Linked DNA regions of Sus scrofa: all the other regions are linked to region 2. Evidence: chromatin contacts called from public Hi-C and HiChIP or PLAC-seq data. All regions are on one chromosome and are shown on one strand. The core of a region is the stretch at or near the end of the contact, and the rest is flanking DNA. Distances in the headings are between cores, read along the strand shown.

Region 1 (3,423 bases), core at 390-2,889, 180 kb before region 2:
AGCACCCCAGAGCCAAGGAGTCACACCGAGTGAGGGCGTGCTCCACCCGTGACATGAAGAAGCGTTCTGGACACCAATCAGGTTCAAATCTGTCTTTCTTGGGGAATTACATTTTTTACAGACTCTCAGTTCTTTCCAGGTGGGTGACCACATTTTGGTCAAACTGTCCCTGAGCCGCTGTCAGGGCTCCATCTTCGCCACCAATACTGGCTTAGGGGCTCTTCAAAGTCAACGGGAGTTGGAGTTCCCGTCGTGGCGCAGTGGTTAACGAATCTGACTAGGAACCATGAGGATGTAGGTTTGATCCCTGCCCTTGCTCAGGGGGTTAAGGATCCGGCGTTGCCGTGAGCTGTGGTAGAGGTTGCAGACACGGCTTGGATCCCGTGTTGCTGTGGCTCTGGTGTAGGCCTGCTGCTACAGCTCCAATTGGACCCCCAGCCTGGGAACCTCCATATGCCTCGGGAGTGGCCCTAGAAAAGGCAATAAAAAAAAAGACAAAAGACAAAAAAAAAAAACCAGTCAATGGGGGTTGCAAAGGGCGCTGAGGAAACGGTGGGCCCTGACCTGCCTGGCAGGGGCCCTGTCCCACCTCAGTGGTCTCTTTAGCTGCTGTATCATGGGACGAACGGAGCTGAACCTCTAGACTCCCAGAGAGGGGATCCGAGCCTGGAGAGGACCTCAGGCCCCAGTCTGGAGATCGGGAGCCCTGTGTCCACAGCCTGGACAGCACTGCAGCCTGGCTGCCTCCCAGGATGTGTGTGGCCACCAAGGCACTGGGCGATGCCTCCAGATAGTTTCTGGAGGAAGGTGGTGACTTTGAGGAAAAGAGACCAGACTGAACGCCTGACCCCCTAGCCCAGCCCAGTGCTCTTTCTCCCGGCAAGGGCCCTGGCTCCTAGGGCCACCACTTTCCACCCCCGAGGGGGGCCCCTGTGAAGTGGTGGAAGAGGGAGGATGATTTGGGGAGAGTTTGTACAGCTGGCCCGGCTGAGGCCCGGGCTTCTGTCCCTTCCCCCATCCAGCCCCTCGGATCAGGAAAGGACTGTCGCTCTAAATGAGGGCTCAGGTTAGCAATGTCCAGACACTTAGTCTCCCCTCTAAGGCCATCTCCCACGTGCTCCACGCTCCCCCGCAGGAAAAATCGGAGACTTTCTGTCACTGCCTGGGCACGTTGCAGAAAGAGCCCCAGCTCATTTTTTATGGGCTCTTCTTGTCCCCAAGTCCTGGGAGACAGGGAGAAAGCAAGGGCAAGGCACCGAGGGACGTAGCTGAAAGGGCTTGTCCAAGGTCAGCCCCTGCGCAGGCTGTGTTTCAGGCAGCTGGTTCTTTCTCCCATGCCAGTCGGGTGGGTGAGGAGGGGGCGAGAGCGGGGCTGGCCCCAGGAGCGGCCAGCTCGGAGGGGCCTCGACCGCAACTGGCAGCCTCCCGGCGGCCCCGACCGGGGCTTTGGGGTGGGGGGGTGCCCACAGCTGAGGCGCCGGGGCCGCAGGGGACCCCGAGGCGGGGCCCGGGAGGCGGGGCCGGCGGGGCCGCGGAGGAGAGAACAAAAGAAGGCCCCGCCCCTCGCTGACTGGCTCTCCGCAGCCAATTGGCGAGGTGGCTGCCGACGACACCCTCTGATTGGCTGCTTGGTGGCCAATCGGGTGCCCGGGCTGCGAGCCCGTACGGCCCCACGTGGGGAGGCGCGCGCGGCGGTTCTCAGTCCTAGGCGGGCGGGGCGCCCAAAGCCCGGGGCGCCGCGGAGGCAGGACAGCGACCCGCGGCCCCGCGGCCCCGCGGCCCCGCGCCACTCCCGGGACGCTCGCCCCGAGGACTCCGAGCCGTCCCCGAGGGTCCCCGAGTGCCCTTGGAGCGCAAAGCGCTGTGCCATCTTCTCGGCCCTCTGTCGTGCGGGGCCGCGGATGGCGGGGGGGGTCGTGGCTGCTCCCGTTGCACACGTGGAGTGAAGTGACAGCCTCAAAGCCACAGAGCCTGTGAGGGTGGAGCCCCTGGGGTTTTCTTGATCCCGCTGCTGGACCGCGGGTCCAACCACGGCTTGGGCTTGGGCTTCTCCCCACCCCCCGCCACTGTACCCCCAGAAGGCTGGGCTCAGGGAAGGAGGGACCTGAGGGCTTGACCAAGGAGACTGAGGAAAATCGTCAAGGAAGGGGCAATCTGCTGTTGGGTGGTGGAGGGGCCAGCAGGGATCAATCCATTCACTGATTGAGTCGGTTATTGACAGCACCTGCTATTATCCTGAGGCCACAAACAGCGGTGGCCCCAGGAAGGCCTGGAGGCAAGCCTTCCCCTAGTTTCCACTGGTCTCCCCTCCAAGCTACTCCAAGTGGAACATACAAGAATGTTCTTTGATACGGGCAATTGATGTGGTCTTACACTTTTATGGCACCTCAGACAGAGGATTTGAAAAGAGTTGAATAAATGGAAAATGAACGAATTGAAGAGGAGATCATGCAGGCCAGGGCCGGCAATAACGGGGAGCTGCTATCCCGTTGACTTGAAGGGCCATGGGAGAGGCCCATCCAGCAGAAGGTCCGACCTTGGAAGGAGGGTCGTGGCCAACCTGGCAGGGAGGGTCCTGGTTGTACATGTGCTGGCCTCACGTTCCTCCTGCCTGCTCCTCACAGCTGCAGCTCCTTCCTGGCTGAATCCCTAGCGACCCTGTGCCCCAGGGTCCACCTCCGGCCACAGGGCAGGACAGCTGGGGCGGGAAATGGGGACATGTCCAGCACCTGTTCTGAAGTGTGACTAGAAGCATCTTAGGAACACTGCTGTTTTGTTTTATTTTGTAGGCAGTGACATACGGTGTGAGTGAAACCCAGGTGTGTCCTTGCAGAGGTACCTCCCCCTCGCCCCCCACCCCCACCCCCCTGCTTTAGGGCCGCACTCCCAGCACAGGGAGGCTCCCAGCCTAGGAGTCAAAATGGAGCTACAGCTGCCGGCCTCCACCACAGCTGCAGCAACGCAGGATCCGAGCCGCGTCTGCGACCTACACCACAGTTCATGCAACGCCGGACCCTTAACCCACCGAGTGAGGCCAGGGATTCAAACCCGCCACCTCAGGGTTACCCGTCAGATTCATTTCTGCTGCACCACGGTGGGACCTCCCAGAGGTACGTTTGAAATGGGTGGGGTGGGGCTTGGCCAAGCCTCTCCCTCCCAGTGCGAACCCATTCCAGCTCTCCAGAAGGACGGTGTACAGTGATGAGTCAAACAGGAGGCAGAGCAGTGGACAGAGAGCACATGTGTCCGTCCACATGGCCTCCTAGATGCTCCTAGCTGTCATGGGCACAGTTGGGACCATACGTCCCCGGGGCAGGGACTGGCCTTTCGCCGTTGTCTCTTCACGGTGCCTGCGTCAGAGGGTGCTCCGCCCACACTGCAGGACGAAGGGCCCACGCCTTTTTTGGGTTTTGGCTTTTTTCC
Region 2 (3,562 bases), core at 143-2,642:
GGATCTGCCAGGAGGCAGGAAGCAAGTCCCAAGGACATGTCCGCGTCGGATCAGAGGTTGGTGACAAGGCTGAGACTGCGCGTCCCAGCCACGGTCATGGCAAGGGGAGTGCGAGGAGGGTCTGAGGGCCCAGAAAAGGAGGGAGAGCCATCCCGGAACGTCAGAAAATGGCCTCAGATTCCTGGAATCATCCTGCCCCCTCTGGGGTCCGGTTCTCAGGATCTGCGTCTGGTGAACAGAGCTGATCCTTGGCATCACAGCCCACCCCAGACCCCGGAGACCTGACACCTCGGCACCAGCTCAAACCCCCGTGTGGAAGCCTCAGTGCAGTCTCCGCTGCCTGCCCTTGAGATGTCTGGAGCGCCCATCTCAGTTGCCCAGAGAGTTGCCTCCAATTCTACTTCTTCCTCGTCTTTCTTGAAAACACAAACTGGACACCATAGTTCTTTACGTGGGCATAGTGCGTAAGGATTTCTCCAGCACAGGGTTCGATCAGTGAGGATCAGAAAATGCCACAGCTCGGAAACAGAAGACACCCGCTCCTGAGTGGTTGGAGGCAGATCTGAACCCAGAGCCAGGGAACCAACAGACCGCGTCAGCGCAGCCGCTTCTGCGCCCTTGGCACCCGTCAGCGCGGCTGGTGGAGGACTTCGCAGCCGCTGCGGCCCTGCTGGTTGTCCCTTCACCCTCTGAGAAACGCGCAGTCGAGCAGGGGGAGACCAGGGGCCTGGCTGTAACCGCCCACGCGCAGCACACACGTGGGGTCCCTTTTGGCGTTACCCCGCCTCGGCGACAGGCCCAGGTAGGGTTCCAAGGCACCGCAGTAACACGGTGAGGGTGCCGTTCCCCTCCCCGCGATGGACACGGCCGGGCGGGGGTCGCGCTGGCTGGTGGGCGGGTGTGCCGTGTGCGCAGCACCTGCCGGCGCCCAACACCGAAACCAGGGTGCCCCCCGCCCCGGCGGGGCCGGCGCCCACTTACCGCGGCGGCGAAGCAGCGCCGCAGGGCTTCGAACTCTTGCGCGCAAAGGTCCTTGGTCAGGCGGCCGCCCGGGGCGGTGGATGCCTGCACGCACCTGCCGTAGGCCGCGGCCTGGGGACAGGACGGGGACGGGCGAGGATCGCGGCGGCCCTTGCGCCCGCCGGTCAGCCAGTAGACCCCCCCGCCGCTCCCCGGTAACCGCCCGCCCCGCCCCGCCCCGTACAGCCCTCCCGCCTCGCTGACGGCTCCGCACCTCAGTCCCACAGGCCGCCAGGCGCTCGGGGAAGGCGCGGAGGCGGCTTCGCACTCGACCCCACACCGCTCCGCTACCCGACATGAGCGGCTCTTCCTGGCACCCGTGGGCGCCGCCATCTTAGGTCCGGCCTCTTCCCGCACCCAACAGCTTGATTGGTCGACGCTTCCGCCCACAACCTGTTCTGCGCTTTGTAATTGGCCAGGCTTCAGCCACGCCTCTGCCTCGCCTCCGGAACTACGCTCTGGGAGCAGAGCCCTGTAATTGGCTCGTGGTTTCGTCCGTCTTTGACCTTAGACTTTGGATTGGTTCAGGTGCAAATTGTTTACCGAGGACGGCCTCAGGGCCCGCCCCACGCGAACGATTGGCCAGCGGGGCCAGGCCCGCTGAGTGACTGGACGGGGTCAGGGCTTGGCGGAAGCTGGGCGGGGCCGGAAGGTGACCGGCATCCATGGCGGCCACGCCGCAGCTGCGGGACCGGCTGAGCTTCCTGCACCGGGTGAGTGCGGGCGGCCCGGCCCCGCCGCGCGCAGCCTCCCGGCCGAGTTGGCCGCCTCCGTGGCCCCGCTCGGCCCCCGCGGGGTCACAGCTCTGCGGCCCCCCCACCTCTCCTCTCGCCTCTTCCCCCCAGCCCCGCCTCCGACACCCCCGGCTCCCCTCCTCTCCCTCCTACCCTGGACCCCTCCGAGGCTGCGGGACCCCGCCGCACGTGCGTGGAGGAGGCAGGTCAGCCAGCCCTGTGTCAGGTCCTGGGGACAGTGAGACGCCTTGACCCGAGTCCAAATTGGGGAAGAGAGCCAGGGGCCCCAAGTTAGTGCTTTCTTACCCAACTTGAGAGCTTTCGAGAAAAAGACGCAGTGACCCCTGAGCTCTGTCGAAGATCAATTACAGGGCCAGACACTAGCCTGGAAAGCAGGACGACCGTTTCACTCAGTGGCGGGCGTCAGATAGGGGTGAAGGAGAAAAAAATAGCTTTTATTGCTCTGCCAGGCCAAGGAGGTGACAGCAGGCTAACGCCCTAAAGACTGGGCCGTTTCTTGGGGAAGAGTTGCAGGGAGTTTTATGGTCTAAAAGGAGAAAAACAGGGTTTCAGATAAGAATCAGGGTTGGGGCAAACACGCATTCTTCTTTCTTTCAGCGATTCTTAGTCACCTAAGCTGGTGCCGGAGAGCTCAGTGGTTTTCCGGGTTATGAATCTTGACTTTTCCTGGAATAACAATACTTGAGAAAGGGGTATCCTGATGAGCGGTTAGAACGAATTGGGAAAGTTCCTGAAGAACAGCAGGTGCTAATCTTTAATCCCCGGGCGGTTGTGCTCAGGGCGCCTCATCTTTAGTTCACAGGTGATTGTGTTTAGGGTGCAGTCAAGCCAGGGAGACGCACAAGGAAAGCCTCCAAGCTCTTCGGTTTTAAACTGCTTATTGCTAAGCTGTTTCTAAACGAAACATAAGGAACATAGTGTGTCCCTTAGGTGTGTCAGACGCCTGCGTCACTGACGGGGGAGGCGGGGAGCCCTTAGAGCCACCGAGGACTGGGCATTTTCAGGACAGAAGGCTGCGGCTCGAGTCAGAAATCGCGAGGAGCTGGGCAGTGTCCATGGGTTGCCGCGTCCGCGTCTGATAGCTGGTGGTCCTAGAGGTTAGGTCCTGTAGGGACTGGGATTTTCTGGTAGTTACATTTCAAGGAATGGCCTTGAGGTCCTTGAGAAAGACACCCTGGAGTCGTAGGAGGCCCTTGGTTCACAGTTGTAGTTCCTTTTTAGGAAATGCTTCACGAAAGGGAGGTTGGGGCCTGTCACCAGCTGTGAGCCAGAACGGAGAGTAAATTCTGGCTCCTTGAGTTTTCTCAGGCAGGTGGCAGGGTAGGGGGGCCTGAGTTCACCCTCCTGGTGCTGGAAACCTGCCCCGTTCTCTTCGAGCAGAGGTTTCCCTACGTGCCGAAAGTTCTGCGGGTCTGCAGCCGTTGCCAGCTCCGCTTCGGGTCTTAGTGGACCAATCGCGTGACAGTGTGTGCACACAGCTTCACACGAGGTTCACGTAAACTGTGGCCAGAACCTCACAGAGCGCACTTGAGGTTTTCGGGCCTCTGTGCACCGAGGCCTGTGCCCCCAGGTGGGCAATGGTGTAGGAACCCCATTTCTGGTTTTTGTCTCTGTAAATGGAACGTTTTGTGCTGAGTCAGCTCTTAACATAGATGTGTTTGTGCTAACGGATACATGTGACGCCTCAGCCGTCCGTTCTTTTTTTTTTTTTTTTGCCTTTTTCTAAGGCCACACCCGTGGCACATGGAGGTTCCCAGGCTCGGTCTAATGGGAGCCACAGCCACACG
Region 3 (3,727 bases), core at 411-2,910, 230 kb before region 2:
AGTGTGGGGCCTGCCTGGCTTGGGGCTGGGAGCCTCATAGTCCCCTTGAGCGGGAGGAAGCGGAACAGGAATGACCCACTGAGCAGTGCCTGGCTCGTCAGGGCTAAACCTGGGATGTAGGTCCGGCGAGCTTAGCCCACTTCCTCCCAGAGCCACGTGGCCCTCTTTTTCGGACATTTCTGGCATAGTTCCTTTGATGTTGAGTCTGTGGCCCACAGGGACTGGTGGTCAGAAGACTGGCTGGGGAGTTCCCCCTGTGGCTCAGTGGGTTAAGGGCCTGATGTCTCTGAGGATGCAGGTTCAATCCCTGGCCTCCTTCAGTAGGTTAAGCTTCCAGCATTGTTGCACGTAGCTGTGTGGGTCACAGATGCAGCTTGAATTCGGTGTTGACATAGCTGTGGCATAGGCCCCACCTGCAGCTTCCATCCACCCCTCGCCTGGGAACTTCCAAATGCCACAGGTACAGCCATTAAAAAAAAAAAAAAAAAAAAAAAAGACCATCTGAGAACACTTGTGCACTCTGGGGTGTGGGGGTGGGGGACTCATTTCTAATTTCAAAGGCCAGGTAGGAATAGGTGTCAGAAAAGGTGAAGGACAGACTGCAAATGCCCCACTCGTGCTGTGTCCAACCCAGGAACACTGTGGGATTAGAACTTTTGCTACTGGTTCTTTGTGTTTTGCAGGTTTTTGCCTTGGTGAGGTCAGCTTAACTCAAGCTAAGAAAACATTTGGCAGCTGGACCCCCTCAGCTTGCCCTGTCTGGCCACACACTGCAGATGCCTCTCTCACTCATGGATGTCTGGCCTTGGAGACTTTCCCAGTGGCTTCTAGAAGGAGGCTGTGATTGACTGCAGGCACTTCTCAGGGTTGCTCTGGGCCTCTGAGTCTCATCCAGAGAGCTCTTGGGCCCTCTGGTCAGCACCTCTCACCGAAGCCTTGGAAGTCAGGGTTGGGAAGGAGAGGTGTTGGGCTCTGCCTTCACCCCGACCCCCAGGCTGATTGCTGATGAGCTGCCCCTCTTCCTGAGATGTGGTCAGGCATTTTCTTTACGGTCCTCTGCCCTCAACCCACAACAACTCTGGCTTACTCTTTGTCCCCACTGGCCAAACCAACGCATCCATAGACAGCATCAAGAGAGGGATACTTCTATCCGTGGTCGCGCTCAGACGCAGCAGTGCCCTGGGGATGTGGCAGGAGTAAGGTGGCTCAGCCGCTCAGAGCCGGAGCCCCAGCGCCGCGGGCGTGGCAAGACGTGAAGCTGTCCGACCCCCTGCTGGGCTTCACAGATCCAACCGCCCGTCGAAACCCTAGAAAGTGGCTTTAGGAGCGGACTGCCCGCTCGGAGGAGACGCGTTCTGATGGCCCCCGCCGTGGGGGAGCCGGCGCGGCCCTCGGAAGCACGGGGGAAGCGCGACGTCGTGGGTTTCCAGGGGAGGCCCGGGGGAGAACGGACGAGCGACAGGGTCAGGGCCTTGGGCTTCCCGCGTTTGGCTTTAAACGCTCTGGACCTTCGCCAAACCGCCCTGAGTCCACGAGCTTTACGCCAGCGGTCTGGCCCTCAGCCCGCTGCGCGGGACTCCGGCCGAGGGCCCAGCTCTCCGCCCGGCCCCGCCCCCGGCCCCGCCCCCGCCGCGCCCCCCGCCCCCGCCCCCGCCCCCGCCGCGCCGCTTTACGGCGGAGGCCGCGCTGAGACCGGAGCGGCCGTAAAGCGCCCCGCCTCCGGCACGGGCGCCGCGAGGCCGAGCTCCCTCTGCGGCCGGGCCTCCCGGCGACTCCCGCCATGGCCGGCCTCGCGCCGCGGGTCGAATACCTGGCGGGCTTCTGCTGCCCGCTAGGGGGCCTGGCTGCGGGCAAGCCCCGCGTGCTGTGCCACGGGGCGGAGATCTTCCTGTCCACCGGGAGCGAACTGGTCTACGTCTACGACCGCGACGGGCGGCTGCTGACCGTGAGGGCCGGGCGGGGCCGGGAGGAGGGCGGGGCGGGGCGGGGCGGGGCGGGTCCCGGGCCGCGGAAGGGAGGGGGCGGGGTCCCCGCGGCGGGGCTCGGCACGGGGGGGCCGGCGCCGCGGAGCAGTTCGTCCGCTGCCTCGGCGCCCCGCCCGACGCTGCCTTCTCCCCGGGCGCCCAGGCTGTGTACAAGTTTCCCGGCCGGGTGTGGCACCTGGAGCTCCTGGCCCTTGGCAGGGCGCTCTACGTTCTGTGCGCCCGGAGCGGTATCTACTGCTTGTCTTTGGACCAGGCCAGCAGGTGAGGTTGCAGGCGCCGCTGCTCTGGGCGGGCCCTCACTGGCCTCGCCGCGGTCGAGGTCGATATGGTCTCAGGTGGGCTTCGCGCTCTCCCTGACCGGTGTTTCCCTGCCGTCCTCAGACACTGCCTCTGGTGGGACAGGGGGTTCAGGCAGCCGAGTCTGCCCCCCGGAGCAGGGTGCTGCCCCTTTGGCCTTGGCGGGGCTGCCATGTCACACCTTTGAGGCGGGTCTCTGTGTACCTGGAGTCAGTGGCCAGAGGAGCCAGGCCCCCACCCCAGGTAGCAGTGCAGAGCCTAGATGCCGGCCCCTGCTCACGACTGGTTTAGCAAATAGAAAGGTAGCAGGTGTGAGTCACAGTGGAGGCCCGGGGTGGGGCGTGGGGGGCCGACAGTTCTGTTGCGAGGAGAATTTCCTGTCCAAACCCCGTTTCTGGAAGCCTTGGTACAACCTGTTGGGCATGTGCCCCCAGGTGACTGTCTGGGAGCTGGGCAGTCCATGGAGCAGGTGGGATCCCTCCCTGTGCAGACCCCAGACCTGTCGTGTCCTGGGCAGGTTGCCACGCAGGGAGCTTGTGACCAGCAGTTCCCTGTGTTCTCGAAGGTCTGTGAGCCAGGATGGCAGGAATGACAGGGACAACCAGGACGGTGAGGCCGGCGAGCCCCCTGCCCCTGTGATCCCTGTGGACCCAGGCGCCTGTGTCCTCCCTGATGCCACGCTGTGTGCCTTCACCGTGCTGGACAACGTGCTCGTCGCCCTGGCGCAGGGCCCCGCCCAGTGGAAGTTGCAGCTGTTTGAGCGTCCCTGTCCGGGGCAGGACCCCCGGCCCGGAGGCCAGATTGGTGAGGTGGAGTTGTCCACCTGCACCCCCCCATCTGGGAGCCTGGGGGAGCCCGCAGCCCCCTGCTTCCTCCCGGTGCTGTGCTGTGCATCACCGCCAGGCCCCGGGGTCCCTCACGGCCACGTGCAGGGCTCCGGGGGTGTCACGCTGGAGGAGGCCCTCTTTGGCTTACTCTTTGGAGCCGACGCCTCCCTCCTGGAGTCGCCGGTGATCCTCTGTGGCCTCCCTGATGGCCAGCTCTGCTGTGTGGTCCTGAAGACCCTGGTCACCTCCAGGTCAGCCCCTGGTGACCCGAAGGCGCTTGTCAAGATCCTCCATCACCTGGAGGAGCCCGTCATCTTCATCGGGGCCGTGAGGACAGAGCCACTGGCCGAGGCTACGGGGGACGCCCACTCTGACTGCCTGGTGGCACTCGGGCACCACGGCCGGACCCTGGCCATCAAGGCCAGCTGGGACGAGGTGGGGCACCTGGTGCCAGAGCTGCGGGAGTACTGCCTCCCGGGGCCCCTGCTCTGTGCGGCCTGTGGCGAGGGCGGCCGCCTGTACCACAGCACCCCCTCGGACCTCTGTGTGGCGCACCTGGCTCAGGGAGGCTCCCCTTGGGACCCCATGCAGCCCACCGGGCCCCAGGAGGCCTGCCCG

Evidence for each region. A called contact is a pair of places that touch in the nucleus more often than the background predicts. HiChIP or PLAC-seq counts read pairs in DNA pulled down with a chosen protein or histone mark.
Region 1: a contact with region 2 is called in a Hi-C map of undifferentiated spermatogonia, with 2.1 times the contacts expected there. The contact joins the enhancer-like site here to the promoter of NDUFAF8 in region 2. A contact is called at or near these places in 1 of 5 promoter capture datasets (liver), 24 of 47 Hi-C or Micro-C datasets (adipose tissue, alveolar macrophages, blood and 13 more) and 1 of 2 datasets of contacts at active chromatin or transcription factors (skeletal muscle).
Region 3: an H3K27ac HiChIP or PLAC-seq map of skeletal muscle shows a contact between it and region 2. The contact joins the promoter of FAAP100 here to the promoter of NDUFAF8 in region 2. A contact is called at or near these places in 1 of 47 Hi-C or Micro-C datasets (skeletal muscle) and 1 of 2 datasets of contacts at active chromatin or transcription factors (skeletal muscle).

Annotation. Positions count from the first base shown.
Region 1 is chr12:1,339,917-1,343,339 of Sscrofa11.1, forward strand. No RefSeq gene overlaps it. Among named protein-coding and RNA genes, the nearest start is that of ACTG1, 21 kb to the left of the region's middle. Within about 2 kb of position 1,640, at least 49 of the 83 cell types and tissues checked have an H3K27ac peak or open chromatin away from gene starts, as enhancers often do. A contact at or near this core is called in adipose tissue, embryonic fibroblasts, fetal liver and 3 more, where this site is marked.
Region 2 is chr12:1,518,086-1,521,647 of Sscrofa11.1, forward strand. It overlaps NDUFAF8 (NADH dehydrogenase [ubiquinone] 1 alpha subcomplex assembly factor 8), which reads right to left and starts at 1,393. Exons shown (of 3, transcript XM_021066478.1): 1 at 1,235-1,393; 2 at 1-1,092. The coding sequence starts at 1,318. The coding sequence ends at 493. TEPSIN (TEPSIN, adaptor related protein complex 4 accessory protein) reads left to right here and starts at 1,675. Exons shown (of 14, transcript NM_001244108.1): 1 at 1,675-1,733. The coding sequence starts at 1,686.
Region 3 is chr12:1,286,711-1,290,437 of Sscrofa11.1, forward strand. It overlaps FAAP100 (Fanconi anemia core complex-associated protein 100), which reads left to right and starts at 1,661. Exons shown (of 11, transcript XM_021066475.1): 1 at 1,661-1,945; 2 at 2,128-2,246; 3 at 2,848-3,677; 4 at 3,680-3,727. The coding sequence starts at 1,781.